2 separate regions of the Mus musculus genome follow, and region 1 is linked to region 2. The links are chromatin contacts, called in public promoter capture Hi-C maps. All regions are on one chromosome and are shown on one strand. Each heading gives the region's core, a stretch centred on a gene start, on an enhancer-like site or on the middle of the called end of the contact. The rest is flanking DNA. Distances are from core to core; before and after follow the strand shown. Region 1 overlaps Slc44a5 (solute carrier family 44, member 5). Region 2 holds the start of Slc44a5 (solute carrier family 44, member 5).

Region 1 (4,591 bases), core at 662-3,161, 99 kb before region 2:
AAAGTATGGGGAGAGTGACAATGGAGCATACTGGATGCCTTCTGGATTCTGCACATGCATACAGACACTTGTGCCCTTCTGTGCATACATGCAGACACAATGCCCTTCTGCACATGCATGCAGACACATGTGCCCTTCTGCACATGCATGCAGACATGTGTGCCCTTCTGCACATACATGCAGACACATGTGCCCTTCTGCACATACATGCAGACACATGTGCCCTTCTGCACATACATACAGACACATGTGCTCTTCTGCACATGCATACATACATGCAGACACATGTGCCCTTCTGCACATACATGCAGACACATGTGCCCTTCTGCTCATGCATACAGACACATGTGCTCTTCGGCACATGCATACATGCATGCAGACACATGTGCCTCCTGTACATGCATATAGACACATGTGCTCTTCTGCACATGCATACATACATGCAGACACATGTGCCCTTCTGCACATACATGCAGACACATGTGCCCTTCTGCTCATGCATACAGACACATGTGCTCTTCGGCACATGCATACATACATGCAGACACATGTGCCCTTCTGCACATACATGCAGACACATGTGCCCTTCTGCTCATGCATACAGACACATGTGCTCTTCGGCACATGCATACATGCATGCAGACACATGTGCCTCCTGTACATGCATATAGACACATGTGCCTTCACTCAAATGTGCACATACCATATATTCACATGTACACATACACATAAATAAGTAAATAAATAGTATCTTTTGAAACTAATTATCTCAAGGTTGTTAGTTGGATTCCAGAAGAGCAAACCAGGGCCATATGGGGCATCCCTGCTACGGATTTCCCAAGTGTCTGAACACAGCTGCACTGGGACAGATGCTATGGAAGGAGTGAGACTGCCTTTACCATCAAATGGTGCAAATGCCACATCCATCTTGAAGCTATGTATGCCTTAAAAGTTTATTCACAGGTCTTGGTCACAAAATTCATATACTTTCACAAGTAAGTTTTTTTTTCTTGCCATTTTAAACTCTAGGAGCAGTGTTATTTGTGACCAATTTAAACTCTAAGGAAATGTTCAAATTTCTGATAAGTTTATTATATTTATCTACTGGAAAGCTTTGGGGCCATGAAAAATAGCTTTCTCAAAGAACAAAGAAATGGGAAACTAGACATGGTAGTTTTAAGACAAAGAAAACATACTCAACTTCATGTCATATTCCCCTAAATATTTCAAAGAAACCACTTTGGCAAATATTAAAGAAAGCTTTAGAGATGCATTTTTTTCCCACTGCCTGCTACAAGCAGCGCATGCAGGACTTGTGTGATGCTCATGTTAGTGGTCCTTACTTTTGTCTACACTGCCCTTTAAGCTGATGCCGTCTGAATTTCAGTGCTTAGTGCCCGGCATCCTAAGTACTCAATAAATGTAGCAAAACCGGTTAGTAAATAGTGTAATGGACACACACACAAGCACATGGCTGTTTCCTTTGGAGTAAATGGAAGTAACCATCATTTTTTTCTTCCTTAAAAATGAAATGCATAAGCCGGGCGTGGTGGTGCACACCTTTAATCCCAGCACTCGGGAGGCAGAGGCAGGCAGATTTCTGAGTTCGAGGCCAGCCTGGTCTACAAAGTGAGTGCCAGGACAGCCAGGGCTACACAGAGAAACCCTGTCTCGAAAAACAAAAAAAAAAAAAAGAAAAAAAGAAAAAGAAATGCATGTTAAAAATTCTAAAACCGTAACTTGTATAATGACAGAAAGTTATCACCAAGGGATGCATTCCTACAGAGAATATGTTGTAAGGATTATATTGTATGGCTGCCCAGAAGAGGCAAATCTGTAGACAGATACCAGCATTCATGGAGGGTTGGGTCACGGGGACAGCAATTGATTACGAGTGAGTTTTATTGCTGGGGTGATGAAAATGTTCTAAAATTAGATTATGGTGATGGCTTCCCAACTGTGCAGGCATAGTGCAAAGCACTGAGCTGTGTAGTTTAAATGGGGGAATTTTATGAAACATAAATTACATCTCAATAAAGTGGTTCAAAATATTGTTCATGTTATCTGTAAACAGTATTTTGTTACAAGCTCTTTCCGGTTTCATCCGAATCCATAAACAAAATGTCAGACTGTGGCTCAGGATAGCTCTCTGAAAACTAATTTATTTTTTTTTCTCATAACATCTCAGCTGCACACAATGAAGACAAGGCTAGGAGGACTGTAAGACCTTCACACGATCTCAGCTGCACACAATGGAGACAGGGCTAGGAGGAGCTGTGAGACCTTCACAGGATCTCAGCTGCACACAATGGAGACAGGGCTAGGAGGAGCTGTGAGACATTCACAGGATCTCAGCTGCACACAATGGAGACAGGGCTAGGAGGAGCTGTGAGACCTTCACAGGATCTCAGCTGCACACAATAGAGACAGGGCTAGGAGGAGCTGTGAGACCTTCACAGGATCTCAGCTGCACACAATGGAGACAGGGCTAGGAGGACTGTAAGACCTTCACATGATCTCAGCTGCACACAATGGAGACAGGCCTAGGAGGAGCTGTGAGACCTTCACAAGATCTCAGCTGCACACAATAGAGACAGGGCTAGGAGGAGCTGTGAGACCTTCACAGGATCTCAGCTGCACACAATGGAGACAGGGCTAGGAGGAGCTGTGAGACCTTCACAGGATCTCAGCTGCACACAATAGAGACAGGGCTAGGAGGAGCTGTGAGACCTTCACAGGATCTCAGCTGCACACAATGGAGACAGGGCTAGGAGGAGCTGTGAGACCTTCACAGGATCTCAGCTGCACACAATGGAGACAGGGCTAGGAGGAGCTGTGAGACCTTCACAGGATCTCAGCTGCACACAATGGAGACAGGGCTAGGAGGAGCTGTGAGATCTTCACAAGATCTCAGCTGCACACAATAGAGACAAGGCTAGGAGAAGCTGTAAGACCTTCACAGGATGTTCATCTATTTTACATCCCACCTCCACCTCCTTTTCTTGTTCCTCTCACACTGCTGGCTCTCCTCTCCCCAGCTAGCACATGATACATTCCTTAGGTTTTTCTTTTTCAGAGGTAAGACAAATTGGTCTTTTAAAGAACAGATATGTTTTTAAGTCTGTGTATGTGGGTCTTCACAGGAGTGCGTGCACATTATTCAGTATCCTTAGACGCCAGAGGCATCGGATCCGTGTGAATCTGGAGTTTTAGCATCTGTGACCTTCCCAATGTGAACCATGGACGCTGAACTCAAGTCCTCCATAGGAACAGTTTGCACTCAACCACCAAGCCCTCTCTCCAGACCTAGAAATAGTCTGCTGTTTTGTCAGGTTTTGAAACATAGTCGCCTAGACTGGCCTCAAACTCTACATAGCTGAATGTAGCCTGGAATTCCTAACCCTCCTGGCCCTGCAGCCCCACCTCCTAAGCGCTGTGATTTCAAGTGTGGCCTTCCACATCTGGTTATTTGTTAGCTTATAAACTAGATAACCTGGAGTAGAATCTCTTTTGTTTTATTATTCTCTCTCTCTCTCTCTCTCTCTCTTTCTCTCTCTCTCTCTCTCTCTCACACACACACACACACACACACACACACACACACGCATTTCACTTTAGGAACACCTATTGACACATCTGAAAACATGGAAGGTTCTATACAATAAGCTCATAGTGGCTGAGGCCGTTATTTATCTCCTCCCTATGGTGTGCATTACCGTCTCTAGCATGGCCAGTATTGATTGTCAGCTTCTGAGTGCACAGCCACCTTGGAGACAAATCTCTGCACATATCCTGACCTATTTTCTGAATCAAGTTAATTGATGTAGGAAGACCCAACCTCACTGCCCAACAAAACAGAAAGGAGAAAGTGAGCTGAGTGAGCTGAGCGCTAGTCCCCACCCCCACCCTCCCACCTCCACCACCCTCCCCCTCCACCACCCCCCCACTCCCATTTGCCTCTGTTTCCCTACCGTGAAGGCAGTGTCCTCAGCTGCCTCCCCCTCCTGCCAACAAGTTACCCAACCCCACCCCAGGATGGCTTGCACTCTGCAGCTGTGGGTCAGAACAAGCCTCTCTCTTCCTTACACTGCTTGGCTCAGGGTAGCTTGTCAGAGCAACAAGACAAGTAACTGTTCTCCTAATATATCCTTATCTTTCAGTGAGAAGTTTCCAGCCCCTTGGTAGCTTTTGTGAGATAGGAATGGATGCAGAGACTTGTCACTTAGAGAACGAAGCATCAGTTTGGATTTCTAAAAGTTAATTCTCTCTAGCCAGCTGTACTGGCTTGGTTTTGTGTGCCAACTTGACACAAACTAGAGTTATCACAGAGAAAGGAGCCTCCCTTGAGGAAATGCCTCCATAAGATCCAGCTGTAAGGCATTTTCTCAATAGTGATCAAGGGTGGGAGGGCACATTGTGGGTGGTGCCATCCCTGGACTGGTGGCCCTGGGTTCAAGAAGAAAGCAAGCTGAGCAAGCCAGGGGAAGCAAGCCAGTAAGTAACATCCCTCCATGGCCTCTGCATCAGCTCCTGCTTCCTGACCTGCTTGAGTTCCAGTCCTGACTTCCTTTGGTGATGAACAGCAATGTGG
Region 2 (4,871 bases), core at 27-2,526:
CTCGGGTTCCTGTCTGTATATGCATGCCCTTCTCGTGCTGCTTGGTGCCTTGTCACCCCCTTCCCTCTGTCCCCAGTGCTGCAGCCAGGGAAGGATCTGGCAGCGAGTCACTACCTCGCTGAGTTTGCGCTCCGCGCACCTGTTCCCCAGGGCTGATGGGAGCCAAGCAGGAGGCAGGTTTTCCCTGGTTTCGCCCAAAGTGAGCAGAGGTGCCTCGAGTTACCCTAGCAACAAGCTCTTCCCACAACCTTCCAGCATCCTTTCCACCCCTCAACTTTCCAACTTTTGGCAAATGTATTTCCAAAGAAGCAACAGGGGGATGACCCAGTTGGAGTCCAAGCCCGTCTGGACAAGAGCCCACAAGGATCTGGCTAGTAGCAAGGCCCTTGACAATAGGTTGGGGTGGGGAGAGAGACAGCCAGACAACCAGGGATGGGAAGATTAAGAAAATGGATGCAGAACTTGCCTGCCCCCCCCCCCCCGCAGCCGCCCCTCCCCGCGTGCCCCGGGAGATGAAGGAGGGGAAAGAATCAGGGCTTTAGGAAAAGAGACAGATGAGAGGAGATGAAGATAGAGAGATAGAGGTTGGAACAGGAGAGGGAGAGAGACTGACTCTAGCAACCAAGTCACTTCTCCTCAGGAGCCAGGCAAAATGCAACAGATACCCGATCCCCAAGCCGCAGTGTAGAAAGGGAGTGTGGTGACAAGAGTCTCCAGGTTCCAAACCAGAGACAAACTCCTTCTCAAGAGTCCCCGAGGCCGAGGGAGACAACCGTGTGCAGAAGAGTCTCTCCCCAACCCATCCCCTGCAGAAGGCAAACTCTTGCCCGCTGCTACCTGCCACTTGGCCAAGCCAGGCTGCGATACCGCCAGCGGAGACGTGGATATGGAGGTGGAGACGAGAAGGACTCACCCTGGCTGCTGGGGGGCTTTCTCTTCCGGGCCATCCTCAGTCTGGTCCCTTCCCCCCCGGGTCCGCCGCGCAGAGCCTCCTGTGCCGCGCAGCCCCGGGAGCTCCGTCGCCTGAGCTCAGCGAGCTCTTTGTGGCGGTGATGGCATATGCCAGGCGGCGGCGGTCAGGTTGCGCGCTCCACTCCACTCGGCTCTGCTGCGCGGGCGCAGTCGCCCCTCAGCTGCCCGCCGCCAGACCGAGCCCCCGCACGCTCTGCGGCGGCCACGGCGGCCCCCTCTGCTGTGCGGCGCCTCTACTGGAGGCGCAGCGCCGGGTCCCCGGAGCGCCAACCCAGCGCCCACCTCCCTCGATCGCGCGCCCGCCCTCCCCACGCGTCCCCCTCCCCACTCGCCGAGCCCTCCGTCCCACGGGCGCCGCCAGCCCTGGCACGGCACCCTCGTCCAGCGACAGTTGGTAGCGGCTGAGGACGGCAGGGACATTCCAGTCAGCAGGATTCAAGGGGGCTGTTGGACTGAACCCCAGTCTGGCATTCCTGTTTCTCAAGGGCACCGGGGTCCCCAGCTGACTGAGACAGGATCTGTCCATCACCTAAAAGAGCAGTCCTCCTCCGCAGACCCTGAATCACACCTGGGCGATGCGCTGGAGTGTCAGCTACTTCTGGTCCTCCTGAGGGAAGATGTTAAGCTGGAGGACCTGCAGGGAAAGAGAAGTGAATTCCCACAAATGGCCTGTCACCAGACCCTGGCAGGTGACCTTGCTCGGGTCCCAAGGCTCTTCATTTTGAGAGTTCAGCATCGCTTCTTGAGCTGCCAGGAAAAGGCAAATAAAGTTTGCCTATCTGGGTTAGAGTTGGTGCCCTGATTTCTTAACCTCCTACAGAAACTTAGGCCCTGGGGTCCCATTCTTTCTCGCTCTGGTTAGGAGGCCTACTGGCAAAGTTTCAAGTTCCCTGGAACTGTCCCCTCCTGGGTGCTAACGAGGGGCAGGTTGGTATATCCTGCTACTGCCCCCAGGCAACAGGAAAAGCTAAAGTTTAGGGCTAATCTGAAAATATAAAGGAGTCAGGGCTTTAAAAGAGTGGCAGATGCGGGACTAGTGTCTGGGATCCAAGCATTCGGGAGACAGAGGCACGAGGATGGCCATGAGTTTAAATCTACACTGTAGAGGTGGTTTAATAGTCCAAAGCACTTCCAATTCACATTTTTCTTTTCTTGTTCCTAAGTACAGCTTCCCATACAATCTATCTAATATTCAGCTGTGATGGTTTGTATATGCTCAACTCAGGGAGTGGCACTATTTGAAGGTGTGGCTTTGTTGGAGTGGGTGTGTTACTGTGGAAGTGGTCTTCAGATAAAGATGTAGAACTCTCAGCTCTGCCTGCATCATGCCTGCCTAGATGCTGCCCTGATCCCACCTTGATGATAATGGACTGAAACTCTGAACCTGTAAGCCAGCCCAATTAAATGTTGTCCTTATAAGAGTTGCCTTGGTCATGGTGTCTGTCCACAGCAGTAAAACCCTAACTAAGACATCGGTGATTACAACTCAATACCCATTGACAGAAGGTTATCCCAGATCTAGTATAGTTTAATAGAAAAAAAAAAAAAAAAAAAAAAAAAAAAACACCAGAGTCAAAAACCACTGATAAGTTCTAGACTTGGGTCATTATACCTCTGTAAGATTGGGTGAGTCACTTAATTCCTCTGGTGGTTTTCTGTTTTCTGGTCCTGTCAAACGTCATGTCAAAGAGTCTGAGATATTTCAAGCAAGCAATGTGACTCAGACCTGTCATCTAGTGCCTGAGAGGCAGAGAGGCAGAGAGGCAGAGAGGCAGAGAGGCAGAGAGGCAGAGAGGCAGAGAGGCAGAGAGGCAGAGAGGCAGAGAGGCAGAGAGGCAGAGAGGCAGAGAGGCAGAGAGGCAGAGAGGCAGAGAGGCAAAGAGGCAGAGAGGCAGAGAGGCAGAGGCACGAAGACGCAAGAAGCAAGAGAGGCAGGAAAGGCAGGAAAGGCAGAGGCACAGAGGCAGAGGGAGGCAGAGGGAGGCAGAGGGAGGCAGAGGGAGGCAGAGGGAGGCAGAGAGGCAGAGTCAGGGGCAGAGGGGCAGAGGCAGAGGCAGAGGGGGCAGAGGGGCAGAGGGGCAGAGAGAGAGGCAGAGAGAGAGGCAGAGAGTCAGAGAGAGTCAGAGAGAGTCAGAGAGAGAGAGGCAGAGAGAGAGGCAGAGAGAGAGGGGCAGAGAGAGAGGCAGAGAGAGAGAGGCAGAGAGAGAGGCAGAGGGGCAGAGGGGCAGAGGGGCAGAGGGGCAGAGGGGCAGAGGGGCAGAGGCAGAGACGTCCACCTAGTGAGCTCCAGGCCAGCCAGGACTACATAGTAGACCTTGTCTACAAAACAAATATTGGACTGTGATGGCCAATTAGTCCTGGTTGTTAGTTTGATTACACCTGGAATCAACTGAAACCCAGGCTGCTGGGCAGGCCTGTGAGGGATTTTATTCGGGTTACTTGAAGTCGGTAGCCTCACCCTAAATCTGAGCAGCACTTGCTAATGGCAGCCTAGGTGGTGGAGAAAGGAAGTTTGATGTCCTGCCTATTTGGCCTCACTCTCTCTCTAGCAAGTCCACTCAGCCTGTTGCCGAGACACACCCTTAGAAATGACATCAGTGGGCACTGCAAAATGGAATGGGAAAACTCAGACACCCACACCCTAACTTATATATAAAATTCCCAAAAATAAGCATTATTTTAAAAACACATAGTTGACCATGGATATGATGCCTGTTTGACTACTATCATCTAACCCAGGCATGTGCTGTGTCATCCTTTCTTTGGGATACATCCCAGTCTCACTCATGTGTGTTGCTTAGTCAGTTGGGTTTGTGTTGTTGTTTTATTGTTTTGGCTTGTTTGCTTTGGAGACAAGGTCACACTGTGTAGCGTTGGCTGACAGCAAAGTGACCATTCCCCCTCCTTCCCTCTTTACCTCAGAGTCCTCAATTTTACTTTAATAAACAAAATAGCTCCTTTCTCTGTGCCGCTCCCTCCACAAGTGAAATCCATCCAGAATTATCTCTTCTAACACAGTTTCTCGCTTAACTGGAAACTGCTTGCCACTGGGCTTGGTAGTACTTAAGTCCCAGCACTGAGGAGGACAAAGTGGGATGACTGCAAGTACCTGGGCTCCACAGCAAGACCCTGTCCCACAAACAAACAAGAGACAAAGTTCTCTCCAATTCTTCACATCCCCGAGGCACGTGAATATTTAGTCTCTGTGGAGATCCTACGTCTATCCAGAGCATCCCACTTTATCCCTGGGCACTATTATACCTGCTGTCTATATTAGAACAATGTCTTCAACTCGTGCAACTTTTGCATTCTGTGTTTTATTCCATCCTGACCCCCAAGTCTGTGGCTTAGATGGTAATTCCTGTCCTCAGTTCTAGATGATGGAAAGAGGTCGGTGGAGATGTGATGGCAGCTCGTGGCTTCTAGTACATCAACTCAGCATCCACCCAACATCAGCACCAGCTGCCGATTCTGAAGATCAAAGCCACTTCAGACCAGAGATGCTTCAGTGTGTACTTACTTATTCCTTACAAGAATAGTGTTGACACCGCACTTGCTTGTTTTGGTGTGGAAGTGGTTGCGTGTTTGGGTGGCTGGCACAGCTCACAGTGCAGTGCTAGGACCTTGGGAGTTACAATGGTGGCACTCTTCTTAGCTCTCCCTCTGTGTGGCAGGACTGAGGTATTCCCCACTCCTCAGCATGGATGCTTTCTCAGCAAAGGTGACTCAAAATTTCAGTTGGTTAGATTCGTCCTCCTTTTAGATGACTATGATTGATATATAATTTACATTTATAACACTTGCCTTCGTCACAGTTCTATTGCTCTGAACAGATGCCATGACCACGACAACTCTTATAAAGGAAAACATTTACTTGGGGCTGGCTTACAGGTTCAGAG

What was found. Promoter capture Hi-C pulls out the DNA fragments that hold promoters and counts their contacts.
Region 1: a promoter capture Hi-C map of trophoblast stem cells shows a contact between it and region 2, with 3 times the contacts expected there. The contact joins the enhancer-like site here to the promoter of Slc44a5 in region 2. A contact is called at or near these places in 6 of 39 promoter capture datasets (embryonic stem cells, hematopoietic stem and progenitor cells, hippocampal neurons and 3 more), 9 of 484 Hi-C or Micro-C datasets (the G1E-ER4 cell line, embryonic stem cells, extraembryonic ectoderm and 3 more) and 2 of 115 datasets of contacts at active chromatin or transcription factors (both in embryonic stem cells).

The regions. Positions count from the first base shown.
Region 1 is chr3:154,070,126-154,074,716 of GRCm38.p6, reverse strand. All of the region lies in intron 1 of Slc44a5 (solute carrier family 44, member 5), which reads right to left. Among named protein-coding and RNA genes, the nearest start is that of Gm40185, 27 kb to the left of the region's middle. Within about 2 kb of position 1,911, at least 6 of the 459 cell types and tissues checked have an H3K27ac peak or open chromatin away from gene starts, as enhancers often do. A contact at or near this core is called in trophoblast stem cells, where this site is marked.
Region 2 is chr3:153,969,841-153,974,711 of GRCm38.p6, reverse strand. It overlaps Slc44a5 (solute carrier family 44, member 5), which reads right to left and starts at 1,276. Exons shown (of 22, transcript NM_001081263.1): 1 at 914-1,276. The coding sequence starts at 947.